Linked DNA regions of Mus musculus: all the other regions are linked to region 3. The links are chromatin contacts, called in public Hi-C maps. All regions are on one chromosome and are shown on one strand. The core of a region is the stretch at or near the end of the contact, and the rest is flanking DNA. Distances in the headings are between cores, read along the strand shown.

What was found. Hi-C and Micro-C count contacts between places; a contact is called where the count stands out from the background.
Region 1: a Hi-C map of cortical neurons shows a contact between it and region 3, with 3 times the contacts expected there. The contact joins two enhancer-like sites.
Region 2: a contact with region 3 is called in a Hi-C map of cortical neurons, with 3 times the contacts expected there. The contact joins two enhancer-like sites. A contact is called at or near these places in 4 of 484 Hi-C or Micro-C datasets (cerebral cortex, cortical neurons and regulatory T cells) and 2 of 115 datasets of contacts at active chromatin or transcription factors (neural progenitor cells and pancreatic cancer cells).

The regions. Positions count from the first base shown.
Region 1 is chr10:14,388,909-14,392,661 of GRCm38.p6, forward strand. No RefSeq gene overlaps it. Among named protein-coding and RNA genes, the nearest start is that of Gm40603, 68 kb to the left of the region's middle. Within about 2 kb of position 2,268, at least 17 of the 459 cell types and tissues checked have an H3K27ac peak or open chromatin away from gene starts, as enhancers often do. A contact at or near this core is called in cortical neurons, where this site is marked.
Region 2 is chr10:14,313,468-14,317,033 of GRCm38.p6, forward strand. No RefSeq gene overlaps it. Among named protein-coding and RNA genes, the nearest start is that of Gm40603, 7.2 kb to the right of the region's middle. Within about 2 kb of position 1,379, at least 66 of the 459 cell types and tissues checked have an H3K27ac peak or open chromatin away from gene starts, as enhancers often do. A contact at or near this core is called in cortical neurons, pancreatic cancer cells and regulatory T cells, where this site is marked.
Region 3 is chr10:14,015,690-14,019,477 of GRCm38.p6, forward strand. The region is part of intron 1 of Hivep2 (human immunodeficiency virus type I enhancer binding protein 2); the gene reads left to right. Among named protein-coding and RNA genes, the nearest start is that of Hivep2, 51 kb to the left of the region's middle. Within about 2 kb of position 2,247, at least 168 of the 459 cell types and tissues checked have an H3K27ac peak or open chromatin away from gene starts, as enhancers often do. A contact at or near this core is called in cortical neurons, pancreatic cancer cells and regulatory T cells, where this site is marked.

The DNA of each region.
Region 1 (3,753 bases), core at 1,018-3,517, 370 kb after region 3:
TATAACAAAAGGTGCTCCCAGACTACTGTTATCCAGGACAGTGTGCAATGATTTTATAATTAGTTTAGAAATGATTACCAGGAACTAGAAGCAAAGACTAAACACACACACACACACACACACACAAACACACAAACACACACACAAGCATAGTGCTAATTTGTTCATCTATTTTTCCCAAAAAAGTCTCATATAGAGCTAGAATAGAACAATCAAAGCCAAAGGTACTTTGGTGGCAAGGACATGTAATTCCAGCTACTTGGGAGACTGAAGAAATGGGACTGCAATTCTGAGGACAGCCTGGCCTATATGGTGGATTTGAAACCATTCTGAATAACTTAAGAGAACCTTATTTCTAAATCAATACTAAATGGAGATCATTTAATTGGAGGTGGTAGTGAGTGCTTACCTAGCCTCTACCAAGCCCCTGGTCTCAATTTCCAACATCATCAAAAACATTTTAAATTTATTATATATTTTATTATTTAAAACAAAATTTAAATTTAAATATGTCTTTGGATTATATTCTTCCCCTCGCCCAAGTTTTTCCATATCATCCCCCTCTATCCACCCAACTTTCAATTCTTTCTCAACTAAAATACAATAAACAATCCCCCAACCAAGCAAACAAAATAAAACAGCACCAAAAAAAAAAAAAAGAAAAGAAAAGAAAAACTAAACCAAACCAAAACAAACAGCAACAACAACAAAACCCCCAGCAAACTGCAACCAAATAAAAGCACATTGAAAGACAAACAGACAGACAAACAAACCCAACAAAATAAAAAACTATGGCAGGACCAGGTTGCATTTGGCTTAGTTGTTGGCTGAGGGGGTCCCAGGGAGACTCCCAAACAACTGAGGCTGATGCACAAACAGAGGGCTGCTCTCTGCAAACTGACAGCAGGGCCCCAGTGCTGAGCACAACAGCAGCACTGAACATTCACACAGCTCAGTGAACACGGAGCGGTCGAGCTGGTTCCTCCATGGAACCTTCTCCCTGACTTTCTAGTCTCTTTGTTGTGGGAGGGTACTCTTCAGGTTACTGAAAGAGAAATATGGACACCAACCCAACCGGAAAACCTTTGACCTATAATCTGTCCTGCCTGCAAAATGTGCTGGAGCAAGGGTGGCCCAGAACTCCTGGGAGTGGCCATCTAACGTCTGATTTAGTTTGAGGCCCACTCCACTAGAGGGTCCCCGTGAAGGACACTGGTCAGGAATTGGAGACTGGATAGTCCAGAGACCTAGGGTAGAACCCAACTTGACTTGCCAAAACCAAAACCAAAACCAAACGAAATAAAAATAAACAATAAAACGAAAAGAAACAAAACTCAAGAAATGTTTCCTTTTAAGATTCTGCTGTGCTCATAGGTCTATGCCGTTTCTAGGCATCATGAGAGAGGCATCCACTGGCAGCGGGTGGGAGTGGATGCAGACACAGTATGTGGAGAGAGAATCTAAATTGGGGGTCTCCATCATGTCCCACCCCTCAGAGCTCAGGGAAGCCAGTGGAAGAAGTAGAGGCAAGATTGTAAGAGTCAGAGGGTCTGAATTCAGGACACCAGGAGAATGTGGTCCACAGAATCAGCTAAGCAGGGCTCAGAGAGACTGAAGTGGCAAGCTTGGGGCCTGTGTGGCTCTGCACCAGATCCTCTGTGTATGCGATGGAGCTGTTAGCTTGTTTTTATGAGACCCCTAACTGTGGGAGCAGGTGTATCTCTTGACGTTTTTGCTTACTTTTGGGACCTTCCTATTGGGTTGCTTTGTTCAGCCTCACTGTGAGGCCTTTTGCCTTGTCTGAGGTAGTTTGTTTTGTTATATTTGGTCATTGTCTCTTAGAGGCCTGGTCTTTTCTGAAGGGATCAAGAAAGGGAGTAGGTCCTTGATGGGTGAAGGGAGGGGAAACTGTTTTGTTGGGATCTATTGTATGAGATAAGAATCTATTTCAATTTAAAAAAAGAAAAGGAAAAAGAAAGGAGTTTTAGCCGTATTTTGTTTCTCTTCCTTTCAGTACAACATTTTCTCTCAGAAATGTGATTTTAAGCAAGTAGGGAAGGGCAAAATGAAATTTAAAGAGAAGGTTGGACATTTCTCTTTTCTTCATTTACCATGCGCGTTCACCAAAAGCACGGAGCAAACATTTCGGCTGTTTGATCAAAGATTTCAAGGCTGACCCCACGCAAGAGCTGAGCAGTGCAGTATCTAGCATCACCAACCTTGCAGGATTGATGCAGAACGCTGTGGTCTAGGGCTGTTAGTCTATTGTTAATAGGACAGTGCCATCTGCTGGTGATGTAAATATTTACAGTCGCCTGCCTGAAATTGATATCCTTGAGGTGATGAATCCTGTTTGTTATAGTATTACTTTAACAGTACTTAGAGAATCAAAGTGAGGGATAGTATCATTTCATTGTCTTATAAAAGAAATCCTCTTACTATTCCGTGAGAAATGACAAGGTCCGTGCCCTCACCAGAGACAGCCCAACCATCCAGAGAGTGCCTGGTCTTTAGATGGTTTGCCTTCAGGCTGAAGGAGCTGAAGGAGGGAGCAGGGCGTCACCCAGTGGACTCATATAGCCATGGCAGGAATGGAAGGATGCAGTCCGTGTTTCACAGTGAGCTCCCCAAACCTTTGAAGAAACAAACCCAGGTGTCTCTAGCTATCTAGACTGCTGTCCTTTTAAAGCAATATCTTCTCTACCAGACGTTTCCCATTGATTAAGGATTGGAAGACAGGTTGCTGACAAGCGAGGCTTCTCCGGATTTTATCCGCTGTCGTTTCTGGGGCAAAGTACCACTGAAGAAGGGACTTTGCCACTGTGGTTAAACCAAACCGTTGGAGATGAAGGCTATCCTAGACCAGTGGTTCTCAACCTTCCTAAGGCTGTGACACTTTAACACACGTCCTCATGTTGTGGTGACCCTCCCAACCATAGAACTATTTGTGTTGCTACTTCATAATTGTAATTTTATGACTCTTGTGAATCATAATGCAAATATCTGTTTTCTAATGGTCTTAAGCGACCCTTATGAAATGGTCATTCGACCTTCAAAGGGGTTCACTGCCTATAGGTTGAGAACTACTTAACTATAACACTAGCATAAGCACTTGGCGTGAAGTGCAGGGCTTTTGGTTTTTTTGCAGCACTCAAATGGAAGATAGGGTTTTGATCATCCTTACCAAGGGCTGTATTCCAAGTTACAGAAGTTGTTTTGTGCTGGACATATTATTACTGTTTTTATTATCCTAAGACAAGACTATCAAATCATATGCTATTTATAGAATGGTAGAGTAGAGAGTGTACATGGGTAAATGAGGTTTTTTCAATAATTTTAGACACTAAGGACATGACAATGTGATGAAAGCAAAGGTCACACGGGGTGTGAGGGAATGCCAGGAAATGAGGCAGACATATAGGCAGGGAGGGGGACACAGTGACAGCCAGTGTGACTTAAGCAGGTGTTAAGAAAGGAAGAGAGAAAGGTCATGCTAGTGTCAGAAACTGTAGACTACAAAAAGGACAAAGTGAAAATCTTAGGAGAAGTCCTATGTGCAAAGCTGAGCCCAATAAGGCAACCTTGCATCTGGAACATGCCGTGGAAGCCTGGGTGACATATTGCCGAGCCTCTTGTCTTGAACTTTCTATAGCAAAAGGGAATAACGACAAGTCTCATGAAAAGTTTCCCTGTTTAAGTTCTCCTCTTCATCTGCAAATGTCTGTCATTTGTTTAAAAAGTCACCTCAAGTGG
Region 2 (3,566 bases), core at 129-2,628, 300 kb after region 3:
TCCCTTTGCCACTTTGTGCTGCCCCCCTCCCCCACCACCACCATGGTGGCCGAATAGTCATGCTTCCTTTAATGCCACTAAGAAAATGACTCTATTTTTTTCTAACATTATGTTCCAAAGGCTAATTTTTCTGTGAATTGTTGGAACTACATTTATATTTACATCCACTGATGAATCAGAAACCAATCTCCAGCAATCAGAAATGAAATGATGCCCCAGGACCATTATTTAGTGTTATGGAGAACTCCTGTTAAAGAAACCAGAGGAAGACTCCAAGATAGCTGGGTCCAAATTGGTTCTCATTCATTGTATCTTCCCTGGATCTTTCGTCTTGCATAGATAAATATGTTCTGCCTAAACCTAAGGTTTTATGTACTCATCTTCGTAGATATCTGTAGTCCTAAGTAGCAAAACCTTAAAAATTGGCAGTTTCTTTTATCAACTATGGAAAACAGATTTTACTTGGTAAAAATATTTGAAAATACAATGGAAAGGTGTCAGACAGGGATAAGTTGTCAATAGAAAGGCGTGAGACTGAGGAAACGAGTTAGGTAACCGTTCAAGAAGACCTTCATCCTCAAATTCCTTAGCCGCCCTCCGTGCTATAACTTACAGTAGATCCCTTCCCAGAACTCCAGCCTGGTGAGTTCCAGGCACGTAGAACAGCTTGTGCTTCTGACTAGTGCTCTCTGAAAAGTGCTGTTTGTTTGAGCTGGATGATGTCATTTCCTGGAGAATTCAGGGAGTCATCGTCTTCAAATTCTTGTTCCAACATTTTTCCAAATGAGCAAGGATTTTCGGCATCATCCTTTAATTTGGGGCTAGCACGACTAAAACATTTGTCATAGCAAAGCCCAACAAACCACAGAGCTCAATGCCAGCCTCCCAGTTTTCAGAACCCAGGAGAAACTTACATCACGTGGTGCTTCTGTAACTGGAAGGGCTGTGAGATGAATTTCAGGTGAGCTTCACATCAAAATGAAGTTAGGTGGCCATTTCATCAACATATTTGGTTTAAAGGCAAATTGGTGAGATCAATTGCCTTTATCAAGATGCCCGATGATGCTTTGTTTGGCTTCCATACTAGGGGAAGTCAGAAACCTGGGAAAACAGACATTGAATTTCAGAGTCTTAAATCCCATCCTGCTTTCCCTGCTTAGCTTGTCCTCTGTCTGCCGTGAGAGACTCTCAGCTTGCAAACTGCAATTCCTGCAGCAGAGTGGGTGTTTATGGGGAGGGTGAACCAAGAGCAGCTCGGAGGAGGAGGTCTGGAAGAAGAATAGGATGTGAATTTCAGAGCTGCGAAATGACTGTCTCCACCCACTTCAGAGAAGGAAGTGGTTTTAGTGACAAACATCTCAGGTGTGGGAAGAGCTGTGATGCCTTTCATTCTGTAGTGTAAGAAGAAAGGCCTCCTCACCATTCAGCTGCTCGAGCTCCCCCACTCTCTCCTCCTTCCTGCCTCCTCTCCTGTTCTATAAGCTCAGTTCTTTAGAAGCAAATCTTGCTGCTGCAGCATTTAATGATGTGCCATTGCTTGGCAATAGTTGGGATCAAAAAAAGAAAAAAAAACCCCAGCTCATCAGCAATTTAGATATTAATCATAGGTTCTGAACTTTAAATAGATGCCTGAACTCTGAAAATAATCTTCGTTAAATGAATACAATGTACTCAAGGAGTTGCAGTTGCAGTTGCAGTTTAAATGTTATCTTGTTCATTTGGCTTCAGTATGTTCTTTGGGGGCGCTTTGCATTTTGGTACTTGGGGTAAACTGGGATTCAAACAGTACTCATTACGCAATGTCTGTGGATTTCAGAAAAATGGACATCTCTGGAGTTGCTCCCCAGCTCCGATTCACCCGCGTTGATGAAGCACTGCTAAACCTGGTGGCTCAGAACTTTATTTAGTGTTAGGTAGGACTCTTATTCAAGAGACCAGAAGGAAGACTGCAAGGTACTTGGCTAGAAATGCAGTTAAAAGACTTTTCCAGAGAGTTGGGTGGGTGGAGGGTGGGGTAGACACTCAGCATTTCTTATGGTTGCTAAGTTACATAAGAAGCAAGATCACAATCAGAATGCTGCCTTGGCAAACGCAGAGCTCAGTTTAAAAGGAGGGTAAGTACGATCGATCCTATAAAGCATTTTTGATAAGAGATGCACAGGCTTGTTTATAAGATGATGCCTTAGGGTTACAAGAGCCAAGAGTCCCCTCATCTACTTGACCAGAGCTCGTGCTCAAAAGTCCAGATACAGCCTTTCTCCCCAAGCTGATGCAGATAGTCTATGGGCAGTACCTTTTATTTCTAAACTTTCAAGTTCTACAGATTTGATATAGCAATCCCAGAAGCTCACTGTCTAGGCTCTAGAGCTACTCCTCCTCGGCTTCTGTAGGACTGACATTGAATGGGATTCCTTTCCATTGGGGCTGTTCTGTACATTGTAGAATGCTTAGCAGCATCCTTGGTGCTCGTAAGCAGGTATCAGGGTAAGGCAAGAACCTGCTGGGATTCCGGGTTCTTGCGTCCCTGAATAAGAAATTAGGCCAGAAACTTAGGATACCCAATATACAAGATACAATTTGCAAAACACATGAAACTCAAGAAGAATGAAGACCAAAGTGTGGACACTTTTGCCCCTTCTTAGAATTGGGAACAAAACACCCATGGAAGGAGTTACAGAGACAAAGTTTGGAGCTGAGACAAAAGGATGGACCATCTAGAGACTGCCATACCCAGAGATCCATCCCATAATCAGCCTCTAAACACTGACACCATTGCATATACTAGCAAGATTTTGCTGAAAGGACCCTGATATAGCTGTCTCTTGTGAGGCTATACCGGGGCCTAGCAAACACAGAAGTGGATGCTCACAGTCAGCTATTGGATGGATCACAGGGCCCCCAATGGAGGAGCTAGAGAAAGCACCCAAGGAGCTAAAGGGGTCTGCAACCCTATAGGTGGAACAACAATATGAACTAACCAGTACCCCCGGAGTTCGTGTCTCTAGCTGCATAAGTATCAGAAGATGGCCTAGTCGGCCATAATTGGAAAGAGAGGCCCCTTGGTCTTACAAACTATATGCCTCAGTACAGGGGAACGCCAGGGCCAAGAAGTGGGAGTGGGTGGGTAAGGGAGTGGAGAGGGGAGGGTATGGGAGACTTTTGGGATAGCATTGGAAATGTAAATGAAGTAAATATCTAATAAATAAAATAAAATAAAAAGAAATTAGGCAGAGAGATACAGATAGTAGTGGGAATAGAGGCATTATGTAAAGAAGAGAGCAGTTCCAAAAAAGAAAGAGGTCTAGAGCTTGGAGAGAAGCTAGAAGCTCAACACTTCGCACACCCTGCATGATGGGTCCTGTATAGGTTGTCTGGGTACTATACACTCTTTCTGCACATGCTTTATAACATTTCAGTCTTTGTGGGGATGGGTCTTTCACATGGATTCTTTTTTCTGTGTTAATTTAGCTTCTGCTTTCTGCCCTCATTCCTCCTACAACGCTAGTAACACTTTCCCCCAACCCAACCAGGCCATTGCCCAAACGATGGCTCAAGAGGGTCTCTAT
Region 3 (3,788 bases), core at 997-3,496:
GTCTCAAGTTGAAATATAAATCCCATTGTGATAGTGTTGTTTCTTTTTTGTTTGGTTGTTTTGAGACAGGGTTTCTCTGTGTAGCCCTGGCTGTCCTGGAACTCACTCTGTAGACCAGGCTGGCCTCAAGCTCAGAAATCCGGATAGTGTAGTTTCTAGTCTATAAGTAAGCAAGTTCCCTTTCTTTACAAGAAGAAATGTTTCTCTGGTAACAAGTTTAATTCCATAATGGATATGGAATTATTAAAAACAGGAGTGAGGATGGGAATAGCTTATGGGGCTCAATCTTGCTCCCTGGGTTGACGGGTGCTATCTCCGTGCAATTGGAAACAAGGCTCAAAAGGAACTTGCCATTGGTTGACTTGCCCATGCATAGGCCAGCATGACTGGAGGCTATCATGTCGGAGTCCTTTAGCTCATTTTGAGCTATTTAAAAGCCAAGAGCTTGTGTAAAATTAGTGTATATCATCTTGGTTTCTGAGTCAGTAATTTATAAAGTATTCTCATTTTGGAAAAGCAGATTGTGTCTCATCTTATTATTTTTTGTTTGTTTCTTAAATTTTCTTTATTGTTTATTAAAAAAAAAAAAACCAAACAGTGGAATTCTGTAAAAGGAGGACTTATCATGGCCTCACAGCTTATACAGATGCTAATGCTTGAGCTGTTTAGACCGCTGCAATATGGATGACTTAACCGGTAGAAGTGCACATGTGTTTCTCCCACATTGCTTAGTGATTCTCAACTAGGGGGCACCCGTGAACGTTTCCGGTTAGGTTCCTTAAACTAGGCCACATACTGTTGACACATATGCATAGGAGAGAAATTCGAGCACTCTGTGAAAAATCTTTGAACTAAAAATAATTTTCACCTGTATTTATAGCCCTGCTATCATACTTGAGGAAAGTGGTGAAGAGCTTACCAGTAGAGAAAGGTGTCACCTTTGCTGTTCCAGAGAAGTCAGATACTTCTAAAACAAAAGCCCGCAATGCTCTGTCAGAGTGACAGTCTTGTTGCTAAGAGCCCTTTGCTAGTCGTGTAGGCAGGGCAGCCAGTAACATCAGGTACTGAGATCAACTCTATCACAGATCCCTTCTGTGTGGCTGATAAATTTGCATGACAACAGTGGAAATCTGCATTATTCGGAGAATCGCCAAGTAAGGCTAACAAGGAGGAGGACATAGCAAGCAGGCGAGGTGTTCAAATCCTGAGGCTGAATTTTAGGGTCTGTGATAGCCAGTTTCCTTCATTGTTCGCCGTAGGAAACTTGGAGGGGAACATTTTTAGATATTCAGATAGAAAATATGTCAAAATCCAGCCTTTTCTGATCTGCAAGCTGCACATATGTTTGAGTAGGATGGGAAAGGAACAAATAACTTGAATTATTATTATAATTGTGATACACGTAAAAAGATATTTTTCTCCTCATAAAACAACAACAACAACAACAACAACCTAACAATCCAGGCTTTATGCCATCATTAATATTTTGTCACTTGCTTGGTTAAGATCTCATCATTTCTTATTTTCATGCACCCATTTGTTGAACAGTGGTCATGCTCATGAGCTATTAATCTTAATGAGCACATAAATGTTCCACATGTAGCAGGTGTATGTAACACACACCATAATTATTCCTATAAATGATCCAACCACTTCTGAACAATTATAACCGCAAAGACAGGGAGCAGAATGTCAGCTTCTGTGGTGTACCTTGTTATTAAGTTTTATTCCACTTAAAAGCATGTTTTCCAGAGACAAAAGATTCACAACTGCAGTTTGTACTATTTTCCTACCTTCAGTTGAGGAAACAGCCATGACTATGGATCTCCTGTGGCGACTATGTATCTCCTGTGGTGACTATGTATCTCCTGTGGTGACAATGTATCTCTGGACTGCTTGAGTCTAATGTTCTTAGGCCATGTGTGTTATAAGCAGAAATTGTGCTTTGAAAGTTGTGAGTAGAATTAACAATGCTGTGGCATTTTGTGAGATGGCTGGTTGGTACTGTTTGATGCTTAGAAAGAGATGCTAAAACTTACTAAACAGCTTGTTACGGTGGGAGCATGTTTAAAGCAACTATTCCTGGTTCTGTCTGTTGAACTTAAACTTCAGCCACTTACTGTGGCACATTGACTTCAGGTCTGTTGTAAGAAAGTCTAAATGTAGGCTGTTGAATAATCCCTTTGAGGGCCCTGTGACTATTTTTATGCCTGGATATGCGTCATCAGTGGGTATTTTCTCTGGTGACTCGCTTACATCAGGTCTCCTTCCATACATTCTCCCAGCGAGTGACTTATGATTGATGGGAGCCACGGCTGTTGTTTAGCTTTATCTGTGACCTCAGCGAGTGGACAACAGGAATTTCCAGGCTGTTAAATTCCCTGCATGCCTGAAGACAGGGGCTCACGGTGTTGATCAAGGCAGGTAGTGAGGGATATTATTCACCAGTGATGACGGGGGAGGGACAGAAGAAGAAGGGGGAGGGAGAAAGAGGGGAAGGGAGGGGAATTCCTTTTGTGAACAGCCGAATCCCTGGCTCAGCTCTTTCCTTAGCTCTTCGCTGTGGCTGCCTGTGGGGAAAGGTGCATTTCCGGACCGAGAAAGTGGATAGTTAGAACCCCCGCTGTGGGCAGCTGGGGGAGGAGGGTGGCAACTCTGGGTTGGATAGAGCTGCATAGGATTCTAATTAGTTAAGAGGTTGCCTTTCATATCTGCTGGAAAGATCCATGAGCAGCTGAATTGTTGTTGCTGTTGTTAGCCATGAATAAGAGCAGAGGTTCTAAATTTTAAGATGTTGAGTAGGCACAGTGATAAGAATTTTGTGTTTGAGTTTAGTTGGCTATCCATGTAGCACTGATTTTATTTTTTAACCTGCACCTTATTTTGACAAGCTATGGAGACCTGTGCATTTGTGTATATGTGTGGAGATGAATTATAACTAACACACAGGAATTTTTAATTTGCTTCCTTTCCCACTTTTTTTTTTCTTTCGAACGAATGTAAGATTACTAAACTGTAGCCAGATTGGCCCCAATATCTAAAACGCTGTGTGTGCTCTCCCCCAAATGGTCTGTCTGTCTGTCTCCACACCACTTCTTTCCTCCTCTTTATCTTCCTGTCTTTATCATTTCCTCCTGCTACTTGTTTGCAGAAGTGATTCCCAATTTCCTGTGGCGTGAAGGAAGGCGGGGCTTAAGCAGGTGGGTGGGGGTCACATGTGAGGCAGGGCACACTAGGCTGCCTCTGTGGGTGGCGATCTTTCTGGTGATGATTTTGGTTTCTTTAAATGCCAATTAGACAAAATGTAAACACTCTTTTTACTGAAATGCAATTATAACATTTACTCATTTAGGTAGAATTACTTTTCTGGTCTTTTAAGACGATTTCCACTATGAAAAGAAATTACTGATTTTGCTTACCAATTTTGTTATTTCCCCCACACACCCCTTCCAAAATCAGGGCATTTTCTCTTAATGTAGCATTACCAGTCTTACTGCAACAACTTTCTTGATAGTTTGCTTCCTAGGAACCAAATTAGGAGATAATCTCTGCCTCTGGTACCCTGAGAAAGAAGTGTGGGGTGAAGAAACTGTCTGGAAGTATTTTATTCATAGCTCTTTGGTTTCATTCTGTTCCATGAAGTGGGCATGGGACATTTTGTAATTATTTTTGTCTCTTCCTTTCACATGAGCCTTCCTAATGGCAAAAACCTATCACCTGCCAAGTCATGTTGTTTCAGTTTTGGTCATTTAAAATTCGAATGACTGTAGGAGAAAGAAAGAGAGGCA